2 separate regions of the Mus musculus genome follow, and region 1 is linked to region 2. The links are chromatin contacts, called in public HiChIP or PLAC-seq maps. All regions are on one chromosome and are shown on one strand. Each heading gives the region's core, a stretch centred on a gene start, on an enhancer-like site or on the middle of the called end of the contact. The rest is flanking DNA. Distances are from core to core; before and after follow the strand shown.

Evidence for each region. HiChIP or PLAC-seq counts read pairs in DNA pulled down with a chosen protein or histone mark.
Region 1: a contact with region 2 is called in a BATF HiChIP or PLAC-seq map of CD8 T cells, with 5 read pairs. The contact joins two enhancer-like sites. A contact is called at or near these places in 1 of 15 datasets of contacts at CTCF or cohesin (large pre-B cells) and 1 of 115 datasets of contacts at active chromatin or transcription factors (CD8 T cells).

The regions. Positions count from the first base shown.
Region 1 is chr13:30,872,724-30,878,037 of GRCm38.p6, forward strand. It overlaps Exoc2 (exocyst complex component 2), which reads right to left. Exons shown (of 28, transcript NM_025588.2): 14 at 4,825-4,890; 15 at 4,520-4,677; 16 at 4,008-4,129; 17 at 2,536-2,597. Among named protein-coding and RNA genes, the nearest start is that of Hus1b, 72 kb to the right of the region's middle. Within about 2 kb of position 3,323, at least 5 of the 459 cell types and tissues checked have an H3K27ac peak or open chromatin away from gene starts, as enhancers often do. A contact at or near this core is called in CD8 T cells, where this site is marked.
Region 2 is chr13:30,689,715-30,694,507 of GRCm38.p6, forward strand. The region is part of intron 3 of Dusp22 (dual specificity phosphatase 22); the gene reads left to right. Among named protein-coding and RNA genes, the nearest start is that of Dusp22, 32 kb to the left of the region's middle. Within about 2 kb of position 2,312, at least 45 of the 459 cell types and tissues checked have an H3K27ac peak or open chromatin away from gene starts, as enhancers often do. A contact at or near this core is called in CD8 T cells, where this site is marked.

The sequences.
Region 1 (5,314 bases), core at 2,073-4,572, 180 kb after region 2:
AAAGAAAGATACCCCAAGGCTCTTCTCTTGTCAAAGCCCCTGAGAACAGGAGGAGAGATATGGGCATAGCACAGGTGGGGGCAGGAAATGCTGGTGAAGAAGGAAGCTGGCATGGTGGGCTTGATGGCCCTTGTTGCTCTTCATCACAGAACTTTCTCAAGAGGAAAGGAAGGGCACCAGAGGCACCACTTCAGCTGTTTGTTCACATGACCCACTGGGTTTAGTTCTTTTTAACCCTGTGCATTTTATAAACAGGCTAGGAGCATGTTTCCCTAATATTCAGTCTAGTCATTTTCCAGAGTTCCTCTACAATATCCAGGCTTCCCAGCAGAACTCTGCTCTATGGGCCAGGCCATAGGAGGCTGTGCATGCTGATTGGTTGATTAGGAAGGAGCTAAAGCTAGCATCTGCTTTGTGCTAAAGGACTGAGTGTTCTTCAGTTTTTTGTTTAATGAAATTTTGAGAAAGTTTTTAACTTTCTCAAACTGAACATATGGCTTTTTGTTTTCCTTTGCACAAAACTAATATGGGACAGATACATACATAGGCATTAAGCTGATGGCTAGCTTCCTACACCTATTTCATCAGTGCTTAATAGCCACTCTTTCTCTTTTAGCATACTCTTTAACATTGCTATGATTAATAAATAGTTTCCTGAATGAGATTTTAAGATATAGTAAGAAATAATTCAAACAAGTAATTAGCATGGTGGCCCTAGTTACTATAAGCATTAATGTAACAAATAAAATCTTTTGTCCAATACAGACTCACATTTACTTCTAAGCCCACACTATAAAGGCATGTTGTGCTCCTTCTATATTAAGGGGGAATAAGGCCAAACAGATCCCTGGCCTTCCCTAGGACTGGTTCTGACTCAGTAGAATGCAGTACACTAGCCTCTATGTCAGCACCACTCAGAAGCGTGGCATGTGCTAGGAGATTAAGCCACACAGGCAATGTGAGATAGTCCAGGAACCATGTCTGACAGCTCAGGAAGAGCATTTAATACAACTCATTTAGCACAGCATCTCTTTGTTGCTGGCTTTAACAGTCCCCTTGACACAGTAGAGAGCATCTGAGAGGAGAGTCTCAGATCAACAGCTGCCTAGATCTATCAGCCTGTGGCTGTCTGTACAGGGTTGTCTTGTTAACTGACATAGGAGGGACACTGCCCACTGAGGACAGCACCATCCTAGACAAGCTGCTCCGAACTGCACAAGAAAGCTAGCGGGAATAAAAGTCTGCTTCCAGTCATCAAGAACCGTTTCCACTGTTCCTACTTTACTTCACGGGCTGTGAAGTGAGTTCCTTGACTGAAGGCAATGTTGTGTGGAACAGCCTGGAGTCCTTTCCCTCACTTCCCTCAAGGACGAACTGTGGCCTGGACCTGTAGGCAAAAAAATCCCTTTCTTTCCCTAAGCTACTTTTGGTTAGAGTATTTTAACACAGCAACAAAAATGAAACTAAAATATTTAAATTACTTCAACATCTAATGAATATAAAAATGTTTCATAGTCTTTCATACATCTCAGAGAGTGACGAGCTAAATATTATATGTACCTCTAAAGTCAGTCAGTCTACCTGGAGCCTATGCAGGGTGGCAGGAAAGATGATGCTGTATGGTCTCTTGCCCCTGGCTTACCAATGGCTTAAAACTTGTGGGGCAAAGCCACTCTGTTCTTGGCAGAAACTGGAAGTTTCACTCCCCACAATTTATTTTCTCTCCCTTGCAAAGGAGGACATGAAGGACACTGGCAGAAGCCACATAGGCTGCTGTGCAGCATTGTTCCTGGGGCGCGGGGACACCCTCTAGCCAGCAGCCTCTTAAGACAGTGGCTATGGCAGCTCAGAGATTGCTGTATTTTCTTCTTGAGAGGAGTAAGTCCAATAGAACCACCAGGAGAGCCACACAGAGACCTGAGCAGAGAGTCACAAAGGCAGACAGTGACCCTGGCTGGCCGCATGATGAGCTGTCTGGCCAGTGTGAGGGGAAAAGGCAACCCCTGTCCTGTGTCCTGTGTTTCAGTAGTGACTAGGTCCCCATCAGACTGCTAGGAGCACCCTTCAAACAGGCAAGAGAACATGAAAAATTATAAGACCTATTCTCAAAGGCTCTTGTAATTCTCAACCCCCTCCTACAGAGGATGTTTCTAGACTAGACATGTCAGCTTGTGCTTCTTGTCTTGCTTGGTTTTGAGCTTTGGGGGCAAACATCATTCTTCTGTCCCCAACATTGACTTTCTGAAGCCCGTAAGTTGCTAAGTGGTGTGGAAATAAGCCCGCTCTAATAAAAAAGCAATGTAGACTGAAGAAGTGCTACAGGCCATGCGCCTGTGAACAAGCCCCCGCTTTCACTCACTTAGATGGCTGTGATCAGCAGTCAGTAAAACTGACTCCAGGAAAGGATACTTTAAGATTACTTTATAATTTCTAGAAACTAGAGTATAGTGTAAAATAAGTATGACCCTTATTAACATAAAACATTTATTCTATATAATAAACACTAATGACTAATAAAAAAGAAATCCAACTTACTAGGGAAGTCAGTCCTTCATTATCAACAACCCAGTCTTCTTTTTCAGCTAATCTCTTTATCTCTACATGGAAAACAAGGACACAAATATTTTCTAGTATAATTATCTCACTGAACTTCAACAGAGACAAAAACATCTATAGGTTTGTAGCTTTTAGTATTTTACATATGTTTATGAAAACAGAGATAAAACTCAATATTGGTATATCTGAGGATTTAGTTATGCTTTTCTCACATATTCTAACAAAATGTTCATGCAATGCACTACCAGGAGAAAAGCTGCTCACAACAGTGACTGCTTACTCGGTACTCTTTGCAGCAGTGCTAGACTTGTGCAAAACGAGCCCTCCAGGGTCTCTGCTCTGAGTGGCTTAGCGTCAGTGTTGAGCCCTCCCTCTGGATCCTGAATGGTGGCTACCTCTCACGTGGAGTGACACCTACCTAAACTTTCAGCAGGGCAGGCTTGTGTAGGTGCAGGTGGGAGGCATGTTTAGCTTCTTACCTGCATTCCATTCTCTCCTTTGACACATGTTTTAACTTCCAATTCTACAGTGCAAGGCCTTCCCCACTTAGAACCCTGGTGGCAGACGATACCAGCCTATGCTGTTTATAACAAAGTTCTTGTTTTTTTTAAACACTTAATACTTTAAAGGTCACTTATAAAAAATAACTTTTGGAGGATGTAGTGGTTTGAAAGAAAATGCCCCCCATAGGCTCAGAGAGAGTGGCACTATTGGGAGATGTGGCCTTGTTGGAGTAGGTGTGGTTCTGTTGGAGGAAGTGGGTTACTGGGTACCAGCTCTGAGGTCTCATATGCTCAAACTAAGCCTAGCAGCTCAGTTCACCTCCTGCTGCCTACAGATCAAGAAGTAGAAATCTCGGCTTCTTCTCCAGCACCATGTCTACCCGCATGCTGCCATGCTTCCTACAATGATGATAATGGACTAAACCTCTGAACTGTAAGGCAGACCCAATGAAATGTTTTCCTTTATAAGAAGTGCCATGGTCACAGTGTTTCCTCATAGCAAGAGCACCCCAACTAAGTCAGTGGCTCTATATAGAAAATTCTGGAAATATAAAGAAAAGCATGTATAATTTCTAATATTCATAGAAACACTGCTAACGGTGTTCTGATTTCATGTGACTTTTAAAATCAACTTAGAAAATATCCACATGTTTTTAACCTGGGACCATATTTTACATAAATTTCTATATCCAGCAGTTTCTATTTAAAATTTATTATAAAGGTATTCTTATATTCTTAGTTTCAAGTATATCTACCTTCACTTCTGCAATGCCTTAAATCTTAAATTGTTTTGAAAAGATACTTAAAAAAAAGAAAAAATTCTATTCTACAGCTATAAATGAATAAATAGGTGCAAATTTATCTAACACTATTTTTCTCTCATTTTCAAGGCTTTGGAAGCTGGAAAGAAGCCAGCTCAGGTAACTTTGTCCAGTAAAACTAAGATACCTTCGGCCGTATGCTGCAATGTCACCATTATGCAACGTATTCGGAGATCCAAAATTAGGTCCTGGATAATCTGTAACATGTCATTGGGAATCTCCAGGGCGGTCAGTGATTCATATGTTAGCCTGGCAAACAGATAAAACACAAGTGAGAAAAGGGGGATCCGAGCAGCCCTGCCTTGCCTGGACTGTCCTGTGTGTATGCCTCACGGAGCTCAGGAGTGACAGCATGAGCGCAGCAGGAACAGTACAGGGTCTCTGCAGCAGATGGGTGCACAGACAGTATGACACTCTCATCCAGCACATATACCAGACATGCTGAAGAACTGCTTGGCTAGATAAGTGAGAAATAGGAGCCTCAGGACAGAGAGGCAGAAGATAAATTCCTCAATGACATGTTAAGTAGCATATCTTACTCTGGGGTGTTGACTGTTTTAAAAACCACTACAGCAAACAAATGCATGTAAACCCACTGAGCCCTTTCCATGAGCATGGCTCCCACGTGCCCACACTTGCCTTATGGTCTGGATAACGTGTGCGAGCCACTGCCCCGAAAGCTCTGCCTGCACCTCCCAGCCGCCATACTGCCTCCCATCCCCTTCTCGGAGGCTGAGTGGAAGCAGGGCTCCCCGGATCAGCTTCACCAGGGAGTGCATTACTTCTTGAATCATTTTCTAGAAAATGAAAAGCAAAACTGCATTATGGTCATCAACCTGGTAGAGTTTGTTCTAAATGATAAGACAGTATCTTGACTGTAAAGTCTTCAATAACGCCAGGAGAGAGAGTGCTCTGAGAAGTCAGCATTCTCACCCTTCACTCACCTTGAAATCGTTTTGTCTCTGCCTCACATTCTTTGATCTTTCACTCTGGCCTGACTTCTCAGCCGTCTAAGAAATTGACAAAAAAAAATTAGCTATCTTTTAGAAATAACTTAGAAAAGTTAAGAAATGCTTTAGCATCCATACAGGAAGACATGAGACTTAACCTGATTAAATGAATGTTAAGACATAACCAGAAACAAAACCTTTCTTATTCCAAAACGAGTTAGCCTTCGTCTTTCTAAGCTCTGCTACAAATCGAGGCACACACTCAAGAACCAAGCTGAGACTACAAATTTCGTAGGTGAATTAGGTGTGCCATTTCCCATCAATGCTCAACTTGCAACTGAACCACATGGTGCGTCGTGCCCAGGACGGCACTCTTCCCATCACATCTCACTGTCTGGCAAAGCAACAAAGGGAGAGTAAACGCTGAGCTAATGGAGAGCACACAACATCTGTGCCAAAGGAAATTGGTAAATATTTATCAAAA
Region 2 (4,793 bases), core at 1,062-3,561:
GGAAAATAAATGTAAGAAAGTAGATTTGCATTATGCATATTTACTTTACCATAGAAGGAACGAGTACCGGTGGTCAGTGTGGGTGTTGGGTGTTTCCAGGCTCTTGGCTTTTAAGCCAGAGAACTGAAGGTGAGTGCTGACACAGATGCGCCAAAGTAGCAAGGAAAGTATTCAGAGCAAAACAGTAGAAAAGATCAGGATACACTGCCAGAGAGCAGCGGCCACGGGTAAAGAAAGATATTCTAGGCCCCATTTATTGTTCAGAGCTTCCCTTCATGGACTCAAGAGAAGAAAACCTTTGGTTACTAGTTGTTTGAGTTGTTCTCTATTTTGAGTGATAGATTACCTAATAATTTTTCTACTGCGTATGTTCCCACAGTGCATCAGATTTTAATTCTGTGCATATCCAATTATGCATAGGCATAGGATAGTAAGTAGGGGATTTTCCCTGAAAGATTCCTTGAGCATGCACAGTTGCTTTACTGTGAATATACCCCAAACCAGCTCAAACTGAAACAGATTGTCTATTCTTCATATTAGGTGCATTGGGATACACTTGAATAGAAACTGTCTAAATTTGATTTGCTGAGGGTAAAGAAGTTTATCCTATTTTCTTAGAGAGAGTTGTACAGGTAGTCCAGTGCAGGCATGGATCTAATGTTGCTAGGTGCTTTATTCAGAGAGGGTTATGTGTGCATAGTACACACGGAAAAAGGATCTAGGCTGCCTGGTACATTACTAGAGTGGGAGTGTGTATAACCCAAACCAAGCTGGGTCCCAGGTTACTAACCGATTTCCTTGCCTGCCTCAGTGTTGTCTTCACCAATAAAATATGCTGTGTGGTTTTGGAGTTTTGATTGTTTCTGTTTTGAGACAGGGTCTCATGTAGCTCAGGCTAGCCTCTTACTGACTGCGTAGCTGAAAATGGACTTGAACTCTGATCCTTCTGGTTCTGCCTCCCAAGTACTGAGGTCAAAAGCATGTGCCAGGCACATGGCTGACGCTGTGAGTTTTGTAGCAGTGCATAAAGTCGTGGTCTAGGTTCTGAGCAAATGAGCTCAGTCCAAATTCTAATTTTGCTTTTAATTTTAATTTTTTCATTCTTGGAGTGGAGACCCGGTGGTTGGGGCCTGGTGAAGTTAGTTCTTAGTAGGGTTTCAGGTTTAGTCTGTCCTTGTGTCATTAGGCCTTGCAAGTTTAGATCTGGGAAGACCTGCTTAGCAGGCCTCTGGAAATATGAATGGGCTTGTTGTCAAAGAGATGCCATGACTGTAGGAGGAAGCCCCTTGGTTAGCCTATCCTATCTCGGGTGCTCACATCTAATCGTGGCATCTTTTTTGGCAGCTAAAATAATTTTTCCATCATGTGGATTTCTATTCCCATCCAGAATTTATACTCTTTCATTAGTTTTTAGTATTTCTATAAAGATGCAATTGGTTTTTTTTTAAGATATGTGGCATTTGTACATATTTTATCACAGGTATTGTACAGTGTGCAGTGATTAAATCAGAGCACATATGTAGCCTCCATTCTCTGCTGTTGCCACCCGTGTGTCCCAGCCACATTCTGGAATAGTTGTCTCTGACATCATCCTCTTTGCCATGGCTAATCCACATGCCTCCCTCCCTGAGCCTGCCCAGGTTCTAATATCTACTAGGCCACCTGTATGAGAAGAACATCTTTAGCTCCTGTGTGTAAGGAAGATTGTATGTACAGGCTATAATGCCCCCAGAGTCCAGCCATGTTGCTGTAGAGTTCTGTTCATACATGCTTCACCCTTGCTTCCTTGTGAGAAAGAATGGTTGTGCACAGCTGGATCTTGTGCACGGCAGGTCACCTGGATTCTCAGAGACTCTTGCTATGTCTGGGGTTGGGGCTAGTTTTAGAAATTGCACTTGAAACAAGCAAGAGTTTGGCCTCTTTCCTGGTTTTGTAATCAGAAGCTTGGCTCTGCCTATGTGCATAGCATTTGAACTGTCATCTTTAGTTTCAGTCCAAAGAAAGGCAAACCCCTGCCTTTTAGTGGTTATACTTGCAGAAACAGAAAACTGAAAAATGGTGGAACTTTTGAGACCTCGGCAGTTCTGGTTTGTTCAGATCAAGCCTCTGGTAAGCTTTCTGAACTTTCTTCTCTCCCAGTGATATGTAATTTCTTTCTAACTTTCTTCTTGACCCAGTGTTGTCTATTGACGTAATTTCAAAACCTAAACACACGAATTTCAGCAGGAAGCTAGCTTCTCAGGGCAGGCCGATCCCTTGTAAGTCCTGTGCTTCTGCCTTGTGTTTTCTAGCGTTTGCACCATGTGGGTCTTGGAGTGGTGACGGTGGAGCGTGTCATCCCCACACTGTGGGCACAGTGTTTACACATCCCCTTGCTTCTTGACTCTGCTGCCAAACTCATCACTATGGCTGCTGTTTCCTGGTTATGGTGGCCCCTCAGGAGGCCACAGAGGACAAAGAAGTGTCCCATAGAAACTGTGACTTTTAAAGCGCTAGTGGACCACTAACTGAGCCAGTTTTCCTGCTTTAGTGCAACATGAAACTGTTCTGTGGTTTGAAAAGTTTTGACTTGATATTTAATAACTCCATAGATGCTAACTGGCTTCCCAGAAGCCTGGTGTTCTGAAACACCATAGAAAGTACTCATTTTTGTTCTTCTATATTTTGTAAGAATTTTATCTCAAGGAATAAGAAAAACAATTTTGTTTTTTATGTGTTTCAAAATGTAGAGAACACGAAGCAGAAAATATATAGCAATTGCTATATATACTACTGGAAACATTGTTTCTATTTTTACTACTTGTAGATTTTCAGTTGGATTTCTCTAAGTTCTTTATTTTAACCTCCTTTCCTGCTATCCTTTACACAATGTAACTAAAAACATCACACACACACCCTTCATCCTTCACTCTGCAAAGCTCGCCAAAGAACTATCCCCTTGTATAGTTCATAGATAGGAAATGTCCGTTCTACTCATTAGAACAGGCTGATTTAAGTCAGCCCAGCTTTCTGGTGGCACAGGGGTCTCAGTGCTGCTTTCTGAATTAGTAACTAACTGTTAAAAGCTGTGCACATGTGAGACATCTGACGCCCTTTTTAGGTAGCTTAGTTCTGCCTTCTGTAGCCTCAAAGATATCTGTGCTTTGTTAATGACTAAGTCACGATAAATAGATGCTTTGGGGGGGCGAACAGCTAAGCCTTTTTGACAGTTTTGACTCCTTCAATGACTTGATTTGCATATTTCTTATTGTAGGTCATAGTGAAGTGGTTTGAGTGTCACTAGAGCATATGTAGACATCATGCCCTTTGCATGGCCTAAAAACCAGCTGTCTTCCTTTCCCAGTGGTACTTAACAGCACACACACACACACACACACACACACACACACACACCCTAGACCAATCTCACACTGTGACCCTATGGAGTTGATTAACACCTGTCTGCAGCTCTTGGACTTTGAACAGTGCCAGCCATGGGCCAGGATCATTCCAGGAAGTGAAGTGGTCTTGCGGTTATATAATCTCTGATGCTGCATTGTCTTGTCTTTTTCTCTGTTTTGGTTTAACTGCACACAGCACCCAAATGTAACAGAGAGGCACACATTCCTTTTTACAAGTTGCAGGAGTAAGAAACTGAAGGTGCCGCATGCCCGTCTCCACTGTGGGGGCAAGGGCCCTAGAATGGCCACAGTTTACTTCCTAAGCCTGTGTCTCAAAGAAGGGAGAATACCTTCTACCCGTTTTCTATGGCTGGTAGAGCCTCCTGCACACCGGGCTGGTTCTACTTCGTGGGCCCAAGCTTCTTTGCCTCTGTGCATCAGGTAGCACACAAATAAATGTGGCACTGTCTTGTATAGCCTAAAGGAAACACAGTGATTCCCAGTTTCCCTGCTAACAAGTGGTCAAGGCTTTATGCTCTTAGCAGGCAAAAATGCGATATGGCCTAACCTGTGTCCATCCTCTGTGTTTTCTGTCTTGATCTATCTTCCCAGTATACAGACTGGGCTGACTTCAGATTCTGCCAGCAGCCAGCAGCATGATGGAGAGGTAGGCATTTCTGTGTTGGCTTAGAGGAGTCCACTTAGCCTTTTGCATGATGGGAGTTGCCAAGCTGAGATGGCAGTGGCACACTTGAGAATCCTGTCCCTCTGGATGGAGGAAGTATTTGGGAGGAGGGATTTCACGAGCTCCTGAGCCTGACCAGCTAACTACCAGTTCTCACTCAGGAGCCAAAGGACAGAATGAGGGACTCCCATTGGCAGCTGGAGGAAGCAAGGGGCGTGTGTATTAGACAACACGCATGTAGATCTCAGGGGAAAAGAGGATGGAAAGGAATTTTTTTTTGGCAGAAGTGCTTTCTTTTCTAGTGTCTTACCCTTCAAGTTATACTGCAATTTGCCACCAGGTTTGGAAGAGCTTTAAATGTTTAAAATAACTGGTCAGTATTTCCAGCATAGCACAGCTCCTGGGGCCCAGGAAACATGAAGACAGGGAAGAAGGGGACAGGTGGAACTGGAAAGTCCAAGCCATACAAGGGAGAGCCTACTGCTTCCCTCCCCTTCCCTCCCCTTCCCTCCCCTCCCCTCCCCGCTGACAGAGCGTACACTCTGGCAAGTCCATTTGCTCTTGGGTGAAGTGCTCCTATGGGGATGAACAGAGGTTAAATTCATCTTCTCTAAGACTCAGAAGACTGTATTAAAAGATACAACACTGCTATATGTATAATGATTTTCTTTCAAATTATGATTAAGTAATTTTTTTTCAAAGCTTGAAAAGGTACATAGAAATGAGGG